Linked DNA regions of Sus scrofa: all the other regions are linked to region 2. Evidence: chromatin contacts called from public HiChIP or PLAC-seq data. All regions are on one chromosome and are shown on one strand. Each heading gives the region's core, a stretch centred on a gene start, on an enhancer-like site or on the middle of the called end of the contact. The rest is flanking DNA. Distances are from core to core; before and after follow the strand shown.

Region 1 (3,367 bases), core at 567-3,066, 130 kb after region 2:
TGTATAATCGTCTTAAGAAGAAACAAAGGTCACCTTGGCACAAACACATATAAGGGTGTTGTGTTTACAAAGCCCCCAACTATCTTGTGATCTTTTAAAATCTGAAAATCTGAAATTAAATGGGAGGTCAGATACTTTGCTAAATATCCTATAGTGTAGAGGATGCCCCCCTTCCCAACAAAGAAAGCACCTCAATTGAGACCTTATACAGATTAACCCCTCAAAAACTACCACTAAAATGCAACTTCTCTATAAGGGTTAGGTTGGAACTGAAATTAAAACACTAAGGCTTGTCTTAAATTAAGACTGTAAAATTTCTTTCTATACACATCCAACAGCAACTATGACACTTTTCTGCAGCAGACTTGCCTAAAGCAGTAAAACGAAAGTTCTCATTTATACACTATTTTCTTGACAAGTTTTGGTAAGGTATGTATGTCGCTATGTAAGCAAACTAATTAACATCATCACACTTTCAGGAACCTAGCTCCAACTATGCTCTAGACATTTGCAGCTCATACATTTACTGAAAGATTAATAAACAGAATCTAGACAACTGATTAAAAGTTATGGTGGCAGAAGAAAAAGCACCTTGCAACACCTCATCCCTATTGACCAGGGTAGTTGAGGGTTGTTATTCAATCACACGGAACTAATGATAAAACATGGAAACTGTACCTGAATCTGCGATATACAATTTTTAGGTGCCTCATTCGACCAGTCCCGGTGGTGTTTCGTCTTTTAGCTTTCGCACTCCAGTTATCTAAAACAAAAACTCATGTTAAAGTTCTAAATGGGTTTTCTCACCATCTTGTAAGCAGTCAATATACTTAAGAATGCCTACCTTGAGTTTTAAACCCATCTGTATACAAATGCAGTTTCCCCAGCTACCAAATAATGTTCCAAGTTATGCCCCGTTTAGGTACAGAACAAGCAAGAGACTATCCTCAACCTCAAAATACATTTTAAGTCTACTAAACTAAAGCATTAACTTACACTTCCTCTTTCGCTTGGCAGGGTAGCCACACTTGCCACAGGTCGACTTCTGGAGATGGTAGGCCTTAGAGCCACAGCGGCGGCACAACGTGTGCGTCTTATTCCGACGCTTTCCAAACGATGACGTTCCCTTCGTCTGCAAATCAAGGGAATAAACGATTCTGAAATCTAGTAATTTCTATACACGGTCTCATGTTTTCAAGTAAAAAAACTACTAAGATTATCTATCTTAGTAGTTGTGATAAGACTATCACAACGGCTGAAACGGAGGGAGCTTCAATTTTCTTAAATGGTATTATCAGAGGTCATTACCTGAGTTCCACATCACCTAAAATCACCCTGCCGTAATTTGCTGTTTTGAAATCTGTTACATTAAAACGGGGGAGGAATAAAGCGAAAGACTAAATGCGGTTTTCCTACCCACCCCTACTCTAGAATCTAAGAGCTCCCGCCTGGGACCACCGCCAAAGATTCTTTTGCTAACAGCTAAACACTCTAAAACTATGCCTCTTCCCTCAGGTCACACTCGAATCGCTGAACTGTGCGGGCTCCCCAAAGGTGAGACAAGAGGCCTTAGAGAAGCTCCAACTCCACGGCTGCAGACTCGGCACCCCCTGACTTCGGAGCCATTCTTCTGACACTCGAGAGCCCCCGCATGCCCCTTTCCGGTCCACTGGTCCCGGTTTTGGGAAACCTTGCCTGCCCCTCCACGGATAGCAGGCAACGGAGTTAGACGGGCAGGATGGAAGCCGATTCCGAGAGCCCTTACATACAACTCACCATCTCGCCTCCGCCACCGTGACCAAAGAGGCCGGAAGAGAAAGCACTTCCGCTATATTTCTCTCAGAAGCTTCCGCCCAGGAGAGTACTTCCGGAAGGACGCGGTGCACCATTTTCAAGCTTCCGTTGCCTCAGTGTGGGTGGGGTCGAGAGGAGGATCCGGAGCCAGGCAAGGCCAATAGAAAGCTAAGCGGGGCGGGGCTTTCAACTTTTTGGGGCTCTGGGGCACGCATCTTCGTGGGACCCGTCTTGTTCTTCAGCTGTGGTTAGGCTGGAACTTCTCTTCCTCCCCTGCAGTTGTTTCCCTCCGGCCTTCGCGTGTTCTTAGAGCTGTGGCTACATCGCGTTTTCCGGCCTCCGGGCGGATGGAGAACCTGCGGAGGGAGCTTGCTCCGCCCCGCGGTTCGCGCGCGGACAGAGTGTTCCCGGCTCCTATGTGGGCGTCTGATGAGACAGAGGACCTGATCTGGGAGAAACCAGCTTCTCTAGGGTTGCTCGTCACTCCGACCCGAAGCTTTTGGCTGATTCCTACTGAGAAGTCGCTAGGGGCACGGAGCTGAGCTCAGAATCTAAAGAGAAAGGCAAATGTTTTTTTCTAGTTGTAATTTAGAGGCGCATGGTTTGGTGGCAGATCTCGTTATGCCAGGGAAATCACACGTGAAACTTGTTGAATATAGTTTCCTAAATGCTAACGTGAGGAAATCTGGTTTAGCAGCTTTGGGTAGGACCTGGACATCTGTGCTTATGGCTCAGCGGATTAAGACTTGACTAGTATCCGTGAGGATACGGGTTAAATCCCTGGCCTTGCTAAGTGGGTTAAGGATCCAGCGTTCCTGAGACCTGTGGTGTAGGTCGCAGATGGAGCTGGGATCTAGCTTGCAGTCATAGTGCCCATTCGATCCCTAATCTGGGAACTTCCATGTGCCCCAGGTGCGGACCTACAAAACCAAACAAAACCAAAAGCAAAAAACCCCAACACTTTATCGTGTTAATGTTGGTGGTTCCCAGACTTCTTTGATAAACGCTAATCCAGTTGTAATCTTCTGGTCTAGGAAAGCCCTCACTCTCACAAAACAATAAAATAGCCAAACATTTAAGAGTTAATAGGAGTTGGGGGAGTTCCCGTCGTGGCGCAGTGGTTAACGAATCCGACTAGGAACCATGAGGTTGCGGGTTCGGTCCCTGCCCTTGCTCAGTGGGTTAACGATCCGGCGTTGCCGTGAGCTGTGGTGTAGGTTGCAGACGCGGCTCGGATCCCGCGTTGCTGTGGCTCTGGTGTAGGCCGGCGGCTACAGCTCTGATTGGACCCCTAGCCTGGGAACCTCCATATGCCGCGGGAGCGGCCCAAAGAAATAGCAAAAAGACAAAAAAAAAAAAAAAAAAAAAAAAAAAAAAAAGTTAATAGGAGTTCCCGTCGTGGCGCAGTGGTTAACGAATCCGACTAGGAACCATGTGGTTGCGGGTTCGATCCCTGGCCTCACTCAGTGGGTTAAGGATCCGGCGTTGCCATAAGCTGTGGTGCATGCTGCAGACACAGCTCGTATCCTGCGTTGCTGTGGCTCTGGCCTAGGCCGGTGGCTACAGCTCCGAT
Region 2 (3,115 bases), core at 579-3,078:
CTGACAGGGTGATGTGACGAAATGCGGTCAGGGAAGACTGGGGGTAAAATGTGCAGTTTCCTTTTTCTAGTGTTGATTTGTTTTCAATGCTGACACCATCCTAGAGGTTACTACTCATCAGAAGTACAGACAAGAGAAGTGGTTATAGCCGTGACTATGAGAAGACTGAGAAACTGACCAATCTCTTTCATTTCTTTTGATATTGGGTAACGAATGTGTGTTTTTCTTTCCGAATCCCTGGTATTCGTGAGGAAACAATACAAACAATAGAATGATGTGGTATCAATATATCTACATGGCGCCTTACACAAAATGTGTAAATATGATTCTAGATATTTAACCTCCTGTAATTAGTTGAAATCTGGAATGCTCTTTGTTTCTCTATTACTCATTTGTTACTGTGTCATTTAAGAATAACTGGAGAACCAGAAAAATTCTTAGGTTTGTTCACTTATGAAAAAATATTTAAGAAATGAGTGCCTGCTTTATCATATAATCAATCAAGAATCATATTTACCTACCCTGTGAGGAGATGCAATACGTTAAAACGCATGTATACAACCCCTGGAAAACATGCATGTTTTCCTAGGATCCTAAATTAGGAAGGCTCACACGATCCCATTTTGTGCGTTAAAAAAAATAGTGAAGTGGTTATAATTACGCCATAAAGTTTTACAATCCCTTTTTCTTTTTTAGTTTTCTGTTCTAAGAAATAGAATAGAAAGAAGTGGAGAATGAGTAGACGGGAAAACTTGTCACCGCAAAAGAAGTTAAATTGTAATTTAAAGAAAAAAAAAAAAAAAAAGGCAGAGCAAATAGGCTAACCAGGGAGTTACACCTGGAGCATTCCTTCACTGGAATGACTCTGAAACCCCAGTGTCACGCCGCATCGGCCTTTGCAAGGATTCGTGGAGAAGGTGTCTAACGCGAACATAACAGGGCCAAGGCATAAAGCCCAGTCTAACCGTTCTCACTGGGCGGAGAAGTTCCTGGGAGGAGGAGAAAGGCCGCTGCGGTTCGACAGCAGCCCTCCCACCCTCACTAACCTTGCCCCGGGGGACCGCGCGCCACCTCTCCGCAGCCGCAGGGCTCTGCCACCTGCGCCTGGAAAGGCTGCAGTCCCGGCTGCTTTTTTGCCTACGCGCGCAGCCCACAGCCTGGGCACTGCCTACTAACACCTTTGAAGGAGAGAGGCTGGATACTTCGCTGTCTTCCCGCCCAAGCCTGGGGCCGATCCACCCACCCGCCCATCCACCCACAACAGACCGTTGCGCGCACCCTACTTCTGACCCGGGGCCAAGTGCGCGCGCGCAGACACCCCCACTGTTCCACCCTCTCTCTCCGCCCGGGGCCACACGCGCGCACGCGCGCACACACACACCTCGGCCGCTCCAAGGTAGAGTCCTAAGCCGCCGACCTCCCTTCCCAGCACCCAGATGTGGAGACCCCTGTAGAAGTTGAGAGAAAAAGCCCACTCGGAGCGGGAGGCAGTGAGGATGAAGAGAAGCTGGTTTCCGAGCTGGCTCTGGATGTCCAGTTCCAAGTAGCTAGAAGTGTGCAAAAGAGAGCACCCGGGCTTCCCCAAGGTCCCCGCGGAGCGCGGCCTCTCAGCACCATCCGCCTGAGGCAAAGGGTCCAAGGTTCCGCCACCTCAGCCCCTCCAAGGGCCGGAAAGCCCCCAAGCCGCGGTGGGACCCGCGCGGCCCGGAGCCCCGCCCTCGGGCCCGCCTCTGTTCCTCCAGCCCTGAGGAAGGCGCTCCCGCCCCGCCCCCTTCCCGTCCGGCCAATGGGCGCCCGGGCCGCGCACTGTGGGCCCCGCCTCCGCCAGGGAAACTTGAAGCTGGAGAAAAGTTTGTACAGAGCCTAGAAGGGCTAGAGCGGAGCTGGGAACCCGGCAGCCGAGAGGAAGATGAACGGCCCCAGGACAGAGCCTCAGGCCGAGTGGACCCCAAATCTCCTCCAGGGCGCTAGAAGCGGCCTCAGCTGCAGCCGCCAGCCCCGGTAGCCGCCTGCGCTTCCCTGGGCTGGGAAGGAGGCGGCCCGAGTCGGGGACAGGAGGCTCGGTGACACCTGCGCGAGAGGCCGCACACCTGAGCGCTGTCCGTCCGCGGACGAGACCTGAGAGCTCCGCAAAGCTTGGATCATCCTGGAAGAAACGAGAAAAAGAGAGAGAGAGAAACAATCCAAGGTCGGGCTTCAGTGACCCATCCTGCTGCCTCTGGTTCTCCAAGTTTTTGAAAGCTGACCACTTGGACCCCGGAAATTTGGCAGCCACCAAGAGCAGGCTCTGAGAAGGCAAAGGCTGGGCAAGCTTCACATTGAGCGGGGCACGGCTGAGGGCAGGTTGAAGGCGTGTCCAGGACATCTGAGGCTTGACCCTGGGGGCTTGCTCAGCTGCCATCTCCGCGGCCACTACAGGTGAGGTAGGGTTGGGGACACTGAGCAGAGAGCAGTGGGTGGGCGCTCCTTAAGAGGAGCCTGGGAGGAAAGAGCTCGCTCACCAAATCAACTTCCATAACTTGTTTTCGTGAGACTTTTATTGACTCAGAATCTGTCGGGGAAATGAGCGAGCCACTTTTCCCTTGAGATAGGTCTTGTTCATTTTGGCAATGGTGTGAGTTGGGTTGGGGGAAGGAGGAGAGAATGGCAGTATCAACTAATAAATATTAATACCAGTAGAGTGGTGCTGGGGGCAGGACTTATCCGGAGCCTGGAGATTTCGCAGTAGCCTCAGTTGGTAAGTGGCTACAACCCACAATGTAGAATCGAGTTGCTCCGCTCACCCATCAGCATATTATTTCTTGGGCGCGGGTCCGGCACCTTGCAAGTGGTAATTTCCACTCACCGCGTTTTTGCCTCTCTCCTACCATCCCCAGACCCAGCCTCGCGCTCCAGGGCGGTGTACCGCCAGACACCACCATGGCCACCCCTGGGGCCAATGCATCCGCCCTGGCCTCTGACCGACCGAACGGCCCGGTGACCATCCCGGCGGTGATGTTCATCTTCGGGGTGGTGGGCAACCTGATAGCCATCGTGGTGCTGTGCAAGTCGCGCAAGGAGCAGAAGGAGACGACTTTCTACACATTGGTGTGCGGGCTGGCTGTCACCGACCTGC
Region 3 (3,300 bases), core at 435-2,934, 180 kb before region 2:
TAACTCCAACTGTATATTAGATGTAAATATAAGAGCTAAAAGAGAGTTCCCGTTGTGGCTCAGTAATAACAAACCTGACTAGTATCCATGAGAATTCAGGTTTGATCCCTGGTCTCACTCGGTGGGCTAAAGATCCAGTGTAGGCTGTGGCACAGACTGACAGCTGCAGCTCTGATTCAACCCCTAGCATGGGAACTTCCATATGCCCCAATGCAGCCCTAAAAAGAAAAAAAAAGGGACAAATGGGAGTTTCCACTACAGTGGGTTAGAAATTCAACTTCACCATCTCAGGTCACTGTGGAGGCCCAGGTTCAATCCCTGTCCTTAATTTCCATATGCTGCTGCAACAACAACAACAACAAAAAAAATGGACAAAGAATTTAAATAGATATTTCTCTGAGGAACATATACAAATGGTAAATATGCATATGAAAAGATGCCTGGGCTCATTAGTCATTAGAGAAATGCAAATCAAAATCACAAAGACATACTACTTCATATACCCTAGGATGGATATAATTAAAAAGACATTTTTTACAAGTGTTGGCAAAGATGTGGAGAAACTAGAACTCTCATACATAACTAAATGAAATGTAAAATGGTGCAGCGACTTTGGAAAACAGTTGACAGTTCCTCAAAATTTTAAACACAGGGTTATATGACCCAGGAATCCTACTTGTAGGCATATACCCTAGAGAAATGAAAACATAGTTCACACAAAATCTTCTAGGTGAATGTTCACAGCAACATTATTTGTGATGGCCAAAAAGTAGAAATAACCCAAACATCCATGAACTGGTCAAGGAATGAACAAAATGTAATATAACTACACAAGTAACATTCTCTGGCATTAAAAAGTCACAAATATACTGATACACACTACATACAACACAAAAAGACCTTAAAAGTATTATCTAAGAAGCCAGACACAAAAAGGCCACAGAGTATATTAGTCTATCCATCTAAAATGCCCAGAACAGAAAAATCCATAGAGATAGAAAGTAGATCGTATGCTGCCTTAGAATGAGAGGTCTGAGAGGAAATGGGATGTGACTATTGATGGGTATGTGATTTTTCTGAGGGATGATGAAAGTATCCAAAAAGAGACTGTGGTGACAGTTTCATAATTCTGTGAACATACTAAAAACCAACTAATTGTACACTTTAAATGAGTGTATTATTTGATATACAAATTATATCTCTGTAAAGCTCTGTATGTGTTAGAGAGCTTAGAACTTATAATCATTTTCATATCATGTCCTAAAGGTTGTACCAGTCTTTCAAGCTTCCCCCTGCTCCACAATTAGATTTCACACTACCTCCTCCCTTCAAAGTTATTTCCCACTGTATTAGTTATGCCTGGCTGTATAACAAACTCTCTCCAAATTTAGCATCTTAAAACAACAAACATAATTGTTTCATGGTAGGCCAGGAACCTGGGCGTGGCTCTGCTGTGTCCTCTGGCTCAGCCTCTCCGCATCTGCCAAGGCTGTCACTATGTCAAGGTTTGACTCAGAAAGGCTTTACTTCCAACTCACTCATATGCCTATTGCAACACCTCAGATCCTCGCTGGCTGTTGACCAGAGACATCACATTAGTTTTCTGCCATAGGGGCCTGTCTACAGCACAGCTCATCACACGTCAGCTAGCTTCCTTCAGAGAAAGTGATGGTGCAACACAGTAAGCAGGACCGAAGTCAAGCTCTGGGTAACCTCACCTTGGCAATGGCACCCCACCACTTTTGCCTGTATTCTGTTCCCAAGAAGCTAGTCACTACATCCAGGCCACACACAATGGAGGGCATTTCACGAGGGCGTACATACCAGCAGGGGGAGTCCATGGGGCCATCTTGGAGGCTGCTTACCACAGCACTCGAAGCTCATTTCATCTGTTCCTGTGCCTGTTCTTTCCCTCTTAACTCATTTTATTTCTTTGTCTAACTCCTTTACCAATGCAGTCAGATCATCCGCTATTCAAGAGGAGCCCAAATTCCATGTGCTCCAGGAAACTTTCCCTGATTACCCTTTATTACTCTCAACTCCTTCATGTTTTATAATTACACTACATAATTTGCCCCTTAAGTATTTCCTGCCTTGCCTTATTGTTCAAAGTATGTCTCTTCTGACAGCATATGCTTCACATGAGAGTAAGAAGTGAAGAATCTTGGGATTCACCCTATCCCTACTGAAGCAGAATCTGCATTTTAACAAGATTTCCAGTGATTCTCATGCACATAACATAAAAGTTTGGGAAATACCACTGAACTCTACCATTCATTATTGCTTTACCTGTATATCTCATATCCCTGACTAGATTCTAAGAACTTGGAAATCTAGCACCATTTCTTATATCTCTTCTGCTCTCACACACACACAACTACGCATGCATGCACACACACACTTAAGCATATTAAACAGCTTAGTGCTGAACACACAGTAGAACATAAATTAAACATATACAGTAGAACATAAATAAAAGGAACTCTGAACTGACTGGATTTTAAAAAACTTGAGTACCTCGATGAATCAAAAGACCTAAACTGTAAACCCAGTGCTGCCACTCACCAGTTAGTGTGACTTCAGGCAAGTCACTTAATGACTTTGCATTTCCATTTCTTTATCTGAAAAATGAGGAAATTAACATGGACTCTCCAATTTTCAAACCATTTCAAAATATTTTTAATCTGCAATAAAATTAGAATATAACTTGATACTGCTTCAGGAATAAGAAAGCATCTTGGAGTCTTTTAGTGTCTACGTGTCATCAACATGAACATCAGCAATAATTGCATTATAGATGGAAGATGTTGCTTGGTCCAGGATCATTTTGGAAAAAATGTGCAACTGTATGTCCTGTATTTTATTCTTCTTATAACTTACTCCAATCCAAATATTTACTCAATTGAAATATAAAGTAAATTGTTAAAGTAGTTTAAAATAAATTTCTAGCTGGAAAGCAAGGGGCTAAACTAGGAGGACAAACGAAATCTCCCGTATTTTGCATTCTGGGAATCTCCCACACTCCTTACCTCCATCCTAGAAAAGGAGTTACTTGCGGTTGCCAAGAGAGAAAGGGGAGGAAGTGGGATGGAAGGGGAGTTTGGGATTGGTAGATACAAACTATTATATTTAGAATGGATGAGCAATGAGGTCCTACTGTATGGCACAGGAAATACATCATATCTCAGGATAGAACATGAAGGAAGCTAGTATGAGAAAAAGAATGTGTGTGTACATATATATATGTATGACTGGGTCACTATGCTGTAGAGCAGAAACTGACACAACATTGTAAGTCAA

What was found. HiChIP or PLAC-seq counts read pairs in DNA pulled down with a chosen protein or histone mark.
Region 1: a contact with region 2 is called in an H3K27ac HiChIP or PLAC-seq map of alveolar macrophages. The contact joins the promoter of RPL37 here to the promoter of PTGER4 in region 2. A contact is called at or near these places in 3 of 47 Hi-C or Micro-C datasets (embryonic fibroblasts, heart right ventricle and skeletal muscle) and 1 of 2 datasets of contacts at active chromatin or transcription factors (alveolar macrophages).
Region 3: an H3K27ac HiChIP or PLAC-seq map of alveolar macrophages shows a contact between it and region 2. The contact joins the enhancer-like site here to the promoter of PTGER4 in region 2. A contact is called at or near these places in 2 of 5 promoter capture datasets (fetal liver and liver), 7 of 47 Hi-C or Micro-C datasets (alveolar macrophages, blood, embryonic fibroblasts and 2 more) and 2 of 2 datasets of contacts at active chromatin or transcription factors (alveolar macrophages and skeletal muscle).

What each region holds. Positions count from the first base shown.
Region 1 is chr16:25,801,710-25,805,076 of Sscrofa11.1, forward strand. RPL37 (ribosomal protein L37) reads right to left here and starts at 1,817. Exons shown (of 4, transcript NM_001243603.1): 1 at 1,777-1,817; 2 at 997-1,132; 3 at 679-763. The coding sequence starts at 1,779. CARD6 (caspase recruitment domain-containing protein 6) reads left to right here and starts at 2,142. Exons shown (of 6, transcript XM_021077098.1): 1 at 2,142-2,314. The coding sequence starts at 2,142.
Region 2 is chr16:25,669,004-25,672,118 of Sscrofa11.1, forward strand. PTGER4 (prostaglandin E2 receptor EP4 subtype) reads left to right here and starts at 1,829. Exons shown (of 3, transcript XM_021076655.1): 1 at 1,829-2,418; 2 at 2,877-3,115. The coding sequence starts at 2,920.
Region 3 is chr16:25,485,292-25,488,591 of Sscrofa11.1, forward strand. All of the region lies in intron 1 of LOC106506472 (a long non-coding RNA gene), which reads right to left. Among named protein-coding and RNA genes, the nearest start is that of PTGER4, 180 kb to the right of the region's middle. Within about 2 kb of position 1,685, at least 8 of the 83 cell types and tissues checked have an H3K27ac peak or open chromatin away from gene starts, as enhancers often do. A contact at or near this core is called in alveolar macrophages, where this site is marked.